5 separate regions of the Mus musculus genome follow, and regions 1, 2, 3 and 5 are each linked to region 4. Evidence: chromatin contacts called from public HiChIP or PLAC-seq and Micro-C data. All regions are on one chromosome and are shown on one strand. Each heading gives the region's core, a stretch centred on a gene start, on an enhancer-like site or on the middle of the called end of the contact. The rest is flanking DNA. Distances are from core to core; before and after follow the strand shown.

What was found. Hi-C and Micro-C count contacts between places; a contact is called where the count stands out from the background. HiChIP or PLAC-seq counts read pairs in DNA pulled down with a chosen protein or histone mark.
Region 1: an H3K27ac HiChIP or PLAC-seq map of differentiating embryonic stem cells shows a contact between it and region 4, with 7 times the contacts expected there. The contact joins two enhancer-like sites. A contact is called at or near these places in 5 of 484 Hi-C or Micro-C datasets (bone marrow-derived macrophages, embryonic stem cells, liver and 1 more) and 16 of 115 datasets of contacts at active chromatin or transcription factors (craniofacial prominence, differentiating embryonic stem cells, embryonic basal ganglia and 8 more).
Region 2: an H3K27ac HiChIP or PLAC-seq map of embryonic stem cells shows a contact between it and region 4, with 4 times the contacts expected there. The contact joins two enhancer-like sites. A contact is called at or near these places in 1 of 115 datasets of contacts at active chromatin or transcription factors (embryonic stem cells) and 1 of 9 other capture datasets (embryonic stem cells).
Region 3: a contact with region 4 is called in a Micro-C map of embryonic stem cells, with 5 times the contacts expected there. The contact joins two enhancer-like sites. A contact is called at or near these places in 1 of 484 Hi-C or Micro-C datasets (embryonic stem cells) and 1 of 115 datasets of contacts at active chromatin or transcription factors (bone marrow-derived macrophages).
Region 5: a Micro-C map of embryonic stem cells shows a contact between it and region 4, with 4 times the contacts expected there. The contact joins the promoter of Lrrc15 here to the enhancer-like site in region 4. A contact is called at or near these places in 7 of 39 promoter capture datasets (HPC-7-derived erythroid cells, embryonic stem cells, hippocampal neurons and 2 more), 2 of 484 Hi-C or Micro-C datasets (bone marrow-derived macrophages and embryonic stem cells), 4 of 115 datasets of contacts at active chromatin or transcription factors (embryonic basal ganglia, embryonic stem cells and pancreatic cancer cells) and 1 of 9 other capture datasets (embryonic stem cells).

Annotation. Positions count from the first base shown.
Region 1 is chr16:30,211,693-30,214,392 of GRCm38.p6, forward strand. No RefSeq gene overlaps it. Among named protein-coding and RNA genes, the nearest start is that of Gm26562, 6.5 kb to the left of the region's middle. Within about 2 kb of position 1,424, at least 19 of the 459 cell types and tissues checked have an H3K27ac peak or open chromatin away from gene starts, as enhancers often do. A contact at or near this core is called in differentiating embryonic stem cells, where this site is marked.
Region 2 is chr16:28,878,497-28,881,196 of GRCm38.p6, forward strand. All of the region lies in intron 1 of Mb21d2 (Mab-21 domain containing 2), which reads right to left. Among named protein-coding and RNA genes, the nearest start is that of Mb21d2, 50 kb to the right of the region's middle. Within about 2 kb of position 1,340, at least 56 of the 459 cell types and tissues checked have an H3K27ac peak or open chromatin away from gene starts, as enhancers often do. A contact at or near this core is called in embryonic stem cells, where this site is marked.
Region 3 is chr16:28,942,102-28,944,801 of GRCm38.p6, forward strand. No RefSeq gene overlaps it. Among named protein-coding and RNA genes, the nearest start is that of Mb21d2, 14 kb to the left of the region's middle. Within about 2 kb of position 1,325, at least 4 of the 459 cell types and tissues checked have an H3K27ac peak or open chromatin away from gene starts, as enhancers often do. A contact at or near this core is called in embryonic stem cells, where this site is marked.
Region 4 is chr16:29,656,696-29,659,395 of GRCm38.p6, forward strand. It overlaps a transcript of Opa1 not described here. Among named protein-coding and RNA genes, the nearest start is that of Opa1, 79 kb to the left of the region's middle. Within about 2 kb of position 1,381, at least 68 of the 459 cell types and tissues checked have an H3K27ac peak or open chromatin away from gene starts, as enhancers often do. A contact at or near this core is called in differentiating embryonic stem cells, embryonic basal ganglia, embryonic stem cells and 1 more, where this site is marked.
Region 5 is chr16:30,281,864-30,284,563 of GRCm38.p6, forward strand. Lrrc15 (leucine rich repeat containing 15) reads right to left here and starts at 1,391. Exons shown (of 2, transcript NM_028973.2): 1 at 1,305-1,391.

The DNA.
Region 1 (2,700 bases), core at 174-2,673, 560 kb after region 4:
CTGTGCCAGAAAAGGAATAAGATCCAGGTTTGAGAGCTGCAGAAGAGAAAGCATACAATCATGTAAGAGCTGGGGGAAGAGTGGCTCCGCCCCCTCCCCGCTGGGTCTATGGCAGCAAAGATGGAATATAGATTTTAGTAACAATTCAGGAGTATCAGAGGACAGGCGTTAGCAACATAGATGTTCTGGAGTGGCCCAGCCATTGTGCTGATTAAGGCGTGTGTGTGTGTGTGTGTGTGTGTGTGTGTGTGTGTGTTTCATTCATGAATCCAGAATACCAAAGCAGGTAGCAAAGAACTCATGCCATAACTGCTACACTAGCCTGCCTCCATTTCAGGCTTAAAACCCTTCCTCCGGTAAAGACAAACTAGGTTCTTGACTGTTTATGGTTAAACCTCTGCTTCTCAAGGATTGGACTATACCCCATCTGAAACCTTAACATGCAGGTGGTTCTGTACTGCCTGTTACAGGAAACTGCAACCAAGTCTTTGTTTCAAAAAGTTACTGAAACCATCTTGTTTCCCTACTTTTGTTTCAAACGTTTGTCATTGCTACCTTGAATTAATGCCTGTTGTTGCAACCTCCTTGCAATCCTGTCTTTGTTTCGGGAGATCATTGTGACTAACTTGTGCTTAAGCTCTAGTCCTGTAACCCTATTTTGCCTACCAAATCCCTCATTTGGAAACCCCCTACCTCTGAGCTATAAAGACCTTGTCTTCCTTGTGTCCAGTGGTGATCTCCTGATCCCCACCTTTAGGGGGAGACAGTTGTGTACATGAATTTTTAAAAAGCTTGCTTCAATTAATTGCTTGATTTAATTAATTTGGTCATAATAATTTGAGCCAGGGGCCTTTCTGCTCGAATCTGTAAAATTAGCACCACGCCACTGCTTATTGAGGAAATCATCTCTGTCAGGATTTCCATCAGTCTTGGGAGGCAGTAAAGGCACCCTTAGTGGACATCCCTAAAATATTTCAAAAAGGAGTCATAATTCTGTGTGTCATCTCAACTGGACTAAGGACTGGCCAGATATCTGGTAAGATATCTATCTATGTCTGTGTGAGTATAACACCAGTAGGCTGAATAAAACCACCCCTCCCTGTGTGGTAAGCACCCTCCAGTCCATTGGGGACCCACATAAAACCACATAAGGAAGAGGACAAACTCCACTCTAGAGCGAGACATCCTAGACACTGGCTCTCCCGGTTCCGGGCCTTGGGTATGGATCAGGATTTACACTATCACTAACCAGATGTCGGCTCCACCCCCATTCTCTGTATCTGAACTGAACGCCAGCTCTGCTTCTCCTGCTCCCTCCAGGAAGACTGAGAGCGAAGGGAAAAGCATCAGCTCAGGACCTCCAGGACCCAATTCTCAGCACAAAGGAGATTGATTTGCCCCAGAAGGACAGAGGGCAGGGGATAAAAGACAAAGGCAGGAGAGAGAGGAGGTGGGAGAGGGGAAGGAAACAAGGAAGAGGGGGAGGGAGTACTTATCCCAGAGGGACAAAGAACTGCCTCTGGATAGAGAGGAGACAGATGTAGTGCATAGGAAAATGGCAGTTTATAAAAGTAAAATGGGAAACCCTGTGTCAGGATGAGGTGTTTAATTTTAATTGGGCATGTTAATCAGGTGAGCCAAAGATGTCTTTTTGATTGTTGAACTTTATTGCTTTGATAGCTGGACCTCCGGTAGTCACACTCCGGAGTGGGGAGTAGCCAAATAAGGGAATGGATCTCGGGGCTAGTTATTCTTAACCTTAAGAATGTGATCTAACGGGTTTTAGTGAGACAGAGGGGATGGGGAGAAAGTCAAGACCTGCCAGAACCATGTTTGCTATGCTGGAGCTGGCTAGAGTCCCTTGGGTGAGATTTGTATTTCCATAACTGCATGAGATAACTTGTAGAATAGGCACAGATATGCGCGCATGTGCACACATACACACACACACACACACACACACACACTTGCACCTAATAATGCTTCCATTTCTCTGACTAGAATTTACATTTAAATTACTGTAATACTGTCATTGTCACACAGATTGGAAAGGAAAACCAGGGCCTGGTGAGATGGCTCAGCGGTTAAGAGCACTGTCTGCTGTTCCAGAGGCCCTGAGCTCAATTCCCAGCAATCACATGGTGGCTCACAGCCCTCTGTAATGAGATCTGATGCCCTCTTCTGGTATGTCTGGACACAGCAACATATGCATAAAATAAAGAAAAAAAAGGAAGAAAGGAAGAAAGGAAGGAAGGAAGGAAGGAAGGAAGGAAGGAAGGAAGGAAGGAAGGAAGGAAGGAAGGAAAGAAAGAAGGGAAACCCAAATTGGCTTTCACTGAAATAAATAAACATGAAAATGTTTTCTTTTCCTCCGTTTCCTCATAGAAAGTAACACAATGCAGGGCCTTGGAGAACAAGACCTTCCAGACCACAAAGCACGCTCTTTCTCTCCATGGACCAGTGGACTATCGCACTGCTCCCATGAGGTGTGAAGACAGAATGCGTCCTGCTCAATACCTAAGGAATCAGGCTACAACTGCCACCTAAGCTGACAGCTTACACTCCTGTGACAGAGTGGCTGGAACATAAATAAATATAGTCTGAAGGGCAGGAAGAGAAGAAGAAATGGTGTGAGCAGGTCTCTGCCTTGGAGTTTTAACCATGAGCTTTTTATCAACATGCAGAAAGAGGGCAGGCAAG
Region 2 (2,700 bases), core at 90-2,589, 780 kb before region 4:
CTGAAGCCAGTCTGATCTACAGAGCAAGTTCAGAAACAGCCAGGGCTATGCAGAGAATCCCTGTCTTAAAAAAAAAAAAAAAAAAAAAAACTAAAGAAAAAAAGAAAGAAAGAGGTGTGGGACAGAGAGAGGGGGGAGGATAGGAAAAAAGGGAGGGGAGGATGAAGGAAGGAGGGAGGGAAGAGAGAGAGAAATAGAGAAAAAAGAAAAATCACAGAAGATATGAACTTGGGATGGTCACAGAGTAAGGAGCGTTGGGAGGGGGTAATGGTGGATAGACAGGGCAGAGATGATCATCCACTTTATACATGTGTGGAATTGTCAAAGAATAAAAACTGTTTTAAAATTTTAACCAGACTATATTCCCTTTACAGTTTTTCCTTTTATCCATAATATTTATTGTATTACATTTTAAAGCCATAATTTCTGTGCTATTCTTATTGCTTATTTCCCTATCCTAAAATGACTAAGATCTAAGACACCAGAAGGTCCATCTCTATTTTGTTCGAAGGAGCTTAGAATAATTCCAGGCACAGGGCTGGAGATAGCTCAGTCAAGGGGGAAAGAGCTTGCACCGCCTACATGGGGAGCCGGGTCCAATCCCTAGACTCCACAGGAAAGCCAGGCGTGGTGACTCACACCTGGAATTCCAGCTTTGGAGGAGGATGGCTGTCCAGCCTAACCCAGGATCAGGCCAGACAGAGACCCTGTCTGGGGAAACAAGGTAATCAAGAAACACAGTCTCCTGGTGAACAAGCAGGCCTCCATGAGGAATGATAATCAAGGCCGCCCTCTGGCCTCCTCATGCAAGTGTACACACGTGTCTATGCACACACAAAGCGATGGAAGTTCCTAACACGAAAGAGGCCTTTAAATATTTGCTGAATGAATAACTGAACTGACACCAACAGAACTATTACGTCGCAAAATAACTTCCTGGACTCCACTGAACCAGACTAGGCGTAGAGATACCATCTCATCTCCTGGAGGGCAGACATTACGATATATGAAAGGGCTGAGACGACCCCACGTGATTAAGCAGAGCCGCAGAGACTTAAATAGACACGGGCAGGGTGTTTCAACACAGACTGCAAGGGATCCCTCCCGTGGACTCTTCTCGTTGAGGTGCAAAGCTCTCAGACATGGTGTCCACCAACCACACGCCTCAGTTCCTAACCATGTAGGCTGTGTGTGATGACCTGGATGTGTTTTAATGATGGGTGTGAACACATCTATATTCCGGAGAAGAATGCTGCCTGCTCTCAAGTCTCTGCTCGCCTCAACCCACCCAGGTACACTTAATGTCTGGAAACCTTTGGCCTCCAGCACAGCCCCTCCCAGAGCTGATTCAGCTCTGCGTGCGGCCTCCTGACAGAGCAGGGGGAGCCCCACCCAGCTCTGCGTTACTCCTCTAGCCCTAAATCTGCTGCTCTATACAGTAACCCAAGGTGGTAAGAATCAGTCCAGTACTACCGAGTATGTCCCAGAGTGTCTAAATCACAGGTCTGAGCTAAGGAACCCCACAGTGTTTTCCTCTGGACCACCATGACTTTGCCACTGTAAGTCACATTAAAATACCTTGTATACTCTAGCTTCTGAGCTCATGGTGTGACGTTCAAGCGCATAGTCCGCAGTTGGACCAAGCTTATCAACCCACTGTCAGCTATGTAACCCGTTCACACTTTTTCCCTTATCCCAAATGGGTGATAACGGTCACACCCACAGAGTAGGGTAATTATGAAGATCAATGAACCTCTGGGAAATCTCAAGGACCTATGAAACACACACACACACACACACACACACACACACATGCACACACACTCAAAAATACCGCTCCTGCAAAGAAAAATGTGGTCAGTTACCAGATACACCAGAAACACCATGCCAAGTAAAAGGAGGCAGACACACAGGAGGCTGCGTATGGCATGAATCATAAGTCTAGTAGGCAAGATGTTCAGAAGAGAGGGATTCTGTCTTTAAAAGTCGACTAGAAACTGCCAGTTGTTGTTGCCAAGGCTTGCCTGGGGGGAGGAGAGAAGAGGATGCTAATCGCAGGGATGGATAACAGCAACGGACCATTCTGTGGCTATACTAAAGCTATTGTCTGGCGCTTTAAAATAAAGAGACGCCTTTAAAGGTAGTATTCTCCTACGAGCTCCAAGAGGGCAATATTAAAATCTCCTCCCAATTCGCCCTCAAGTGTCCAACACAAAGCAAGACAAACTGAATGTCAAATAAATCAAGTACCCAGTGACAGCTGTGGAGCCAGAGTTTTCGAGGAAATATCAACAGACTTGAACAGCGGAGCAGCTCAGAGGAACGTATAGCCAGTGTGGGCAAAGTTTTATCCAGCCCCAGGCGTTTGGGGTAGCGCCAAGCCAGGATTGATTCACTGCAGTTGGGGTCAGGGGCACAGTCTGCCAACAGTGGGAAGGATCAAAGCAGAACAAGGTCAAACTAGTCCAGGGAAGGAACAAACCTCCCCCATCTTCTCTTCCCAAGTCAGGGACATTGATGGCTCCTACTGCATGGGTTCTATGGGGCAGACGTACTCATGTGGTCTCTGCTAGGAATGTGAATGAACTGGGGGAAGGGGGGTTTGAGGGGGGCGGCTGTCTGCCGAGAGAAACACCAGAGACAAATAGCAACAGTTTCTTTGCTTGAATTGGCAGCCAGTAAAGAATTCTTAAAGACATC
Region 3 (2,700 bases), core at 75-2,574, 710 kb before region 4:
TGCCAGGTAGTCATAACAAGACAGATGTAGCAATGGGTCATCATAATAAGGTAGCTAGAACAACCTTTTGAAACAAAGGTAGGTTTGCAAGATGGTTATTAACTTTTTGAAACAAACACATGGTTGTCATTCCTGGAGCAGGCAAAAATGGTACATGTACCAATGTTACAGAACCATTTGTCATTAAAGTCATAGGTGAGGTGTAGCCTACCTAATCCTTGATAAACAGGCCTTTAAGCCAAAGAGAGAGGCAGGATGGATATTCAAAACAAATAGCGAAAACCATGCAGCCAAAACCAGCCTGGAACTTGCTCTGTAGACTAGGCTGGCTTGGAACTCACCTCTGGATCCTCTTGTGTGCTAGGATGAAAGAATATGGCATTTTCAATGGCATTCTTTTTTTTTTTTTAACACCTCTTTACCACAACAAACGCTTATTGAGACTGTATCGTATGCAGTTTCCTTGCTTGACACTGAGGACACAAAAGATTCTTGTCCTACTGGATCCTACATGCCAGGTCAATCATTTAATCACAAACTGGCGTTATTTACTAAATTTAATCTCTGTCTGTAACAGCTTCTTCTAGAAAGCCAGATCGATAACACACCTACATGAAGAGATTTCGTTTTTTTAAAAAATTGGCTCATCGGCTGTGAGGACTGACAAGTCCAACCTGCTATACCAGGCAAGTCTGGAACTGGTGGGGCAGAAGCAGGCTGGGAACACATCACACTGCATGCTGTGTGATTCCCTGCTGCAAATCTCGGGTGTTGTCTTCAGAACCTCTCAGCTGGCTGAATATGATCCATCTACACTGTATAGGTCCTGCTCCCCACACTGAAAGCTGCACTCCTATATGGACTGAGTAACTAAACGGGATATCATGAAAATTTTGACAATAAAGTGTTTCTGAGCACAGAGCAACCAAAAGTAAGTTAAAATCAAACTCCTACTAAATTCCCAGTATTTGTAACAGCATTCTCCCAGGTTACTTCATGTAACTTCACTTCTCCCTTGGTTCTGAGCATGTAAGACTCTGGCGAGCCTTAGCTTACTGGGGACCCCTTGAGTGAACCACGTAGGGATCGATACAAGAAGCAAGAGGAATTTATTGTTCCAGTGCACTGGGGTCATCCCAGACCCGAAGGAGAGACAGCAACCCCATGCTGCTCATTTAGTGAGCTATTTATACAGTTTTCAGGGCAGCAGCCATTAGGCACAATGTGATTGGCAGAACAGTGTGACTTTTTAAACTGATTGGTCTTTAGGTGGCAAGAACTTCCCTTGTCTGAAGGTGGGCAATGGTCAGTCCTGTGGAATGTGTCCTCACCTGCAGGTTGGTCCCCGCCCCCCACTGTGGTCTGAGGAATGCTAATTAGCCTCTCCCTTAGGGGGGGAGGGGCAAGTGTTCCATGACTTTCCCAAAGTTCCTGAGCTAACCTTTTCAAGCACACAAAAGTGCTTTGCAATGAGCAGGCTTTCACACCTAGCAACACGGACAAACTGCTTGAAACACCCTGACTCAGATTTAAAACCATTGCCAGGATGTAATTTGTAATGAATATGTGATAGTTGCAATCGAATTTTATTTGGCTTTATTGAAAAACCAAATCATGAAACTTGCAGGAAAATGGATGGGTCAGGAAACTATTATAGTCCAGGCAATAACCCAGACTCTGTTGGAAAGACAAAAAACCACATCTTCTCTTTCCTATGCAGATCCCACAGTGTTTATTTGGATGTAATGGGTATGAGTGGACTATACTCTGTGGACCTGGAAAGGGGGCTGCAAGAGAGTATTGGACGGAGAAGAGGCTTTGAGCAAGGGATGGGAACACAGACAGAGCTTGCTCTAAGTGCCAGGACTCAGATAGGCAACCATCGCATGGTAAAAGCTCTGCTGTTTTAACTGCATACTCAGTTTTCTGCTCTTACAGAAACACAATGGTTTTGTTACAGAAAATAAAGACTTTTTAATATTTTTCCACCATCATGCCTCAGCATGTAAATGTCAAATTCATATATCTTTGGATGGGATTGGACTGACTTGAGTGTTTAATTTTAAAAATTGCTGTTTGATCCGCTAACTTTGGGTTTCATGAAAACTCGTGAAATGAATTTTGCCTTGGGATTAAGGCAGAATCTCCCACAATTTCCGAAATGTCCCTAACACATTTCTGCCATGTTTTTTATTTTGTTTTTTTTATGAGAAGCAATGTTCTCAGCATTGATGATTATAAAATCAAAATATCAATTAACTCTGAAAAACAACCTGCAGGATCAAATATTCAGCCGAGATTTACTTCTTTATGTAGAAATCAACAAGCACAACCGTCTCATTAGTATGCAAATTTGTTTTCATGTTTCATAAACGGTAAAATTACATGGATACTCAAGATTTGCCTTAGAACAAATTTCTTGGTGATTTATTATCAATACAGGTTTGACTTATGTACCTATTTTGTATACCTGAGCTCATGTGGAAATGCCTTGCATAAAAGAGGATCATAGCAGAAATGTTTGGGAGAGCATTCATGTAGGGCGACTGCCTTGAACTCAAATCATTGTAGATGTTAACTATGTTTACAAAATATTCATCCAACAAACACTTAGATTAATGTTTGACCAAATACCTAGGCTGATGTTTGACCAAATGCCTAGGCTGAGCTTCACCATGCTGGTTCTTGAAACTTAGCATC
Region 4 (2,700 bases), core at 131-2,630:
AGCCGTGAGCAATGTGAGATCCGTCTAGAACCCCTCTGAAGCATCTCATGGTCGGCATCGGATCAAAGGCTTGTGCCTGTGACACTTGGTTGAGAATACTCAAATCCAGAGCAACGGGTCCAATATGTGTTGGGTTTTGTAGCTTTATCGCTAGCAGAACTGTTCCCATTTTATGGATGTACAGCAATTTGTGACGTTGACAAAATAAGACTTAAGGAAGCCAGTCCGATTAACAAACCACTTTCCAGAGTAGCTCCTCTACAAAGTTCTCGGAGGAAGGAAAGTGATGGCGTGTGAGGTATTGGGAGCTCGGTACACGATACACAGAAATGGCGAGATGAGCTCGTCGTTTGAACAGATGGCTCAGAGAATTCACCGAGAAGCTGGCTGTGCTTCGGGAATTGTTCTCAGCAGAGCTGTGCTGTGTGGCTGCAGTGGGCAGGACTCAGGTCAGGTTTGGAGTTCCCATCAGCCCTGGGCTGCCTGTGCTGTGTGGTTTCACTGTGTGAATTTCCATGTCTCTTCTACAGATCTTCATCTTTCTGAGTTAACATCCTAAGATACACTTATTTTTATCTCAGTTTTTAAGACTTTCTCTCTCTCTCTCTCTCTCTCTCTCTCTCTCTCTCTCTCTCTCTTACTTAAGAATCTTAGCGTTTTTGAAAGGAAAGGTGCTAACCGAAGCCTGAACAATTTCAACTAAATGTATTTCCAGAAATCTCTTATACACCCCTTAGTTCTCTTGCTTTGAGAAATGTCAGATTTCTCAAGCCTTAATATGGAAATGGCAATTTTTTCCTGCCAAGACTCATATGTCTTTCAGATATTCTCAGAGGCTCTCAGCATAAACACAAAGCCACTCCCTCTTTTATGTCCTCTTTCCAAACATCTTGACACATTTGCATTCTTGCTAATTATACTAATTACTATAGTCCTAGCTGAATCAAGATCATAGAGTGTAATTTTATTCATGTGGCGTGAGGCTTTGGGACTGGGACGTTCTCCCCATGGGCGCCCCCTTTGGTGCGGTTCACCAGCTGTGTACTCTGATTGGCTGGGCTTTTGATGCGCAGATCATACAAGTTGGTCACAAACTTGTGTACAATGCGGCTGTTCTGGTTCATGTGAAAATCAACATCCTTTTGTTGTGTAAGCGGGTGACAGGATGCTGCAATACTATTAGCATTTGCAAAGAGGGTGCTCCGAGCTAGGGCGGCAGCACGGATCCCGGCTGCTCAGTTTGTGTCGCTCCATTATGTAAAAGATACAAAGAAACTGAAGGCTGGCAAAGGCCTGTCAAATCTTGTAATGTAGTGCGACCCCCAAACTCTCCTTGGCCTCCGAGCAGCTCTTGTTCCCTGTCCCACCCCTTTCTCTGAATGGGCACTGAGGTAGGTAAATGAATTCAGTGCCTGGTGGGCGGGGGTTCCTGGCTGACCTCACTCCTGTACTGTTTGTTTGCGGGCTTGTAGGGGGAGAGGAGGACATTTTGGAATCCTTTGTGTCAAATCATTTTCTTGCAGGTTGGGGAGTTAATGGTAACTTTGTCTGAGGCCAGCCAAGCAGAAAGCCTGTGCAGATGAGGCGTGGCATGTTCAACCTCCAAAAAAAAAAAAAAAAAAGCAGGATGAGAATATGGAAATGGGCAACTTTCTAGAGCAGATGGATATGCTGCAGGTCGGCATGTTCAGCATCTGCTGCTGGGAGGCTTAAGATTTGCCTTGTGTTTCTACATAGGGGATTTCTTTACCCCTGAGTTACTATGGCTTTTGTACTGGTGCCTATGGGTGTGTGTGTGTGTGTGTCTGTGTGTCTGTGTGTCTGTGTGTGTGTCTGTGTGTGGTTGTGTATGTGTGTGTGGTTGTGTATGTGGAGTAACTGAGTGTGTGTCTCTGTATGTTTGTGAGTGACTCTGTGTGTGTCTCTCTGTGTGTGTGTCCTAGTACCTTACTAAGTGGATAGGGTGTGGTATGATGAAAGAACTCCTTTTTGTTTTTTAAAACCCTTGGGTTTTCTTTTTATGCCTTAAAGACACACTATAGCTTTAGAGCCCTGCTGGCTCATATTTTGCAGCAGTGATGCCCAAAGAAGCTGTTTGCGCAGCTAGAGCTATGATTGAACTGGCTCCTGGTTCCAGGGAATTCCGTTCTGTCCCTGCAAGACTCAGGCCCAAGGGCTCAGGCCATTGCCTCCACGAGCAGGCAACTTGTAAGGGAAGCTGGGGGTTGGAAGAGTCATGTGAAGTCCCCTTATTTTTAAATGCTCGAAGATATGTTTTGAGATCAAGACGCACGTGTGTCACAGTGTCTACACACAGCATGCTGCCCACCCATGAGTCACAGTCTGTCTGTCTGTCTGTCTGTGCACGTGGGTGCCCCTACAGCTCTGACAGCAGGACTTCTAGCCATCTTGGTTGGAGATGCAGCTTTATTAGGTCTGGAGGAAGATTATTCATTAAATAACTGCTGCGTTCCAGATATCAAACATACCGCCCTGCTAACTTTTACACCTCCTTCATGTAAGCATTATCAGCATCTTACCAGCAGGCTACTGACTGGGGTTGTACAACGTGCACAGCTAGCTAGCTGCCAAGGTCTCTGAGGGAGCCCATGTGAGTGTGGCTGCAAAAGTCTGAAAGAGCAACTATAGAAATGGCTAGGCACGCCCTCAGAGCTTCCTAGTCTGTTCTGTCCTGGGGCA
Region 5 (2,700 bases), core at 141-2,640, 630 kb after region 4:
GTTCTTGTGTTATCTCAGCAGTCACGGTCTGCCCTAGGGTAGTGCATTTGGCCCTAAAGGTAGAGCCGCTCAGGTTGGAGGGTCCCGAAGGCTCTCCTTTTCCACAGCTCACTCCTCTTCATTTTGGGCAGAGACACAGATAAGGGGTGAGATTAAAACCCACCCAGTTTGTGCGTGGTAGTATATGCCTTTAATCCTAGCACTTGGGAAGTAGGGTAAGAGGATCTCTGTGAGTTTGGGGCCAGCCTGGTCTACATAGTGGGACCCTGTCTTAAAACCAAACAAAACAAACTCACCTAGTCAGCTGTGGTTATAGCTAAGTAGTAGACTGCTTGTTTAGCATGCTTGAGATCCTGAGTTTGATCCTCAGCACCAAAATACATACAAATAAACATACATACATACATACATACATACATACATACATACATACATACCGACACCTGATTTTTTTTCTTGGTTTTTCGAGACAGGGTTTCTCTGTATAGCCCTGGCTGTCCTGGAACTCACTTTGTAGACCAGGCTGGCCTTGAACTCAGAAATCTGCCTGCCTCTGCCTCCTAAATGCTGGGATTAAAGGCGTGCGCCACCACGACCAGCGAGACACCTGATTCTTATCACAAACCTACCTCCAGCATCTCCCTCCCAAAGGCATCAGCCCTGGACCCTGTGACACATCTAGATGATCAGAATGGGATCATCTAAGCTACACACAGAGTTAGAACCTGGACACTTAAAACTTCAACTGGGTTCCAAATTGGCACTCCTGACTAGAGACTGCATATCCGCCTGAGTCCAGCAGTATAAATGTAACACTGTAAATCTACCACAAGTAGAGGGCCGATTTCTCCCAGGCAGAAACCTTGTGAGTTCACCATCCTGGACAGATCTATATGCAGAGTCCCCTTTAAGTGGCTACCTCTGTAGGCTCAATGGAAATGATACAGGTTCCAACAGCCAGAACCTTAGAGAAACTCCTGCCCTTGTGGATCTGGTCTCCCGGAGTAGGTAAACCGGGTGCTTCAGTTAACTTTCAACCAATTTCCTGCAGGTCAAAAGCTCTCCCCGCTGCACTCCAGGCTCACTTCACAGACCATAAAGTCAAGGAAAGCGAAACAGGGCATCAAGATTCACAGCTAGACACTAGGACCGGCTCACCCAGCTCCTGCGCGGGCTGGACCAGTCCAGGTCCTCAGAGCATCCCAGGCACGCGCCAGCCCTGCTCCTTGTAGAGTCTCGGGATCCTATCGTCAACCGGGATGTGGGGCGCGGCCGGGATGGGGGGTGGGCGGGCACCCACTTACCAGCAGCTCCACGAGGCTGCCGGGTCAATAAGAAGGAGGCGGCGAGGAGAGGAGGCGGAGGACCGGACCGGCTCAAGACTGCAGCATGAGTGAGGGCCTTCTGGGTCCTCCCTGTCATTTAAACAGCCCCTCGTGAGTCACCGCACGGGGCAGTGTCGGCCTGCGGGGCGGGGCAACCTCTGGGAGCATCATCAGGGAATTGTGTTCAAGTTGAAGGGGCGTTCATCGACTGCACTTGAAAATAAGTTTCTTCTTTGCCTCTCCTTCCCCATCTCCTTCGGACTCGCTGTGTCCAGTGTGACACTGGAAAGGGGTTTTCTGCCACCGCAGTAGGACTGAGTAACTGGGACCCAGCTCTTGCCTTAGGCACCAGTTCAGGTTGTGATTGAAGTCGGGCTTTCTGTGACCTTTTAGTCCACTCTCTGCTTCCTTCTCCATCCCCCTTCCTTTTCTCCCCCAGCCCCGAATTCTAAAATTTGTATATAGAAATAACTCCAATTTTAGAGAAAATATGCAAGAACATTATAAGGCACACTCGAATGTGTCATCCAATTCAGCCACTGCTAATATTTTGGAAAAGGCATTTAAGTTCTTAGGAAAAATATAGTTCCCTCCACCATATCTCTTTTAAAAGTAGCATTTCATGTCCCTCCGAGGTTATCTTCTGTACCTATGCTGCTGCTCCTGGGTGCGTGCAGGATATGTTCCTGGGCTGTGAAGGTGGTGACTGAGAACGAGGGCTTGTCTGCCTTTCACCTCTGTACCACAGCATGCCCTGATTCCCTACCTTCCCACGGTCCCTACCCCAGTAGGAAACCAGGAGACCATGCTGGTTCTATTCAAAGTGTCCCAGAGAGAGCCGGAGGAAGAGGGTAGAGGAGTCACGGCTGGGGAGGGGGCCGTCAGACCTCTGCTTAACAAAGCATTTAAAGGTTGTAGCTGCCTTGGCTCCGTTTACCTTCTCCGCCTAGTGGCCAGAACAATGCCTGCACCCACCGGGCAGCTCCTGGAATGCGAGAGCCTTAATTAATGTTTGCAGGGCGCTTTGAGATCTGCGATGAAAGGAGAGACATAAAAGTGCAGTGTTATTACTGAGACAGTCACTTGGTGGCTTACCGTGGTCAAGCCCTGCTGCCTGAATCATGCCTTGCCGGTGTCACCATGAATCACAGCCAGAAACAAAAGTGCTCTGGCTATTAACCGAGGAGAGCGCTGCCGCCACACCCCAGTCCCAGCTCCCCCACCTTAGCATCCTATCCCACTACGATTCCACAGAAGAGCATCTTCCTTCTTGCTGTCAACCTTTGGAGCCTCCGCATCTTTTGTTTGTTTGTTTTTTGTTTTTGTTTTTGTTTTTGTTTTTTTGAGACAGGGTTTCTCTGTGTAGCCCTGGCTG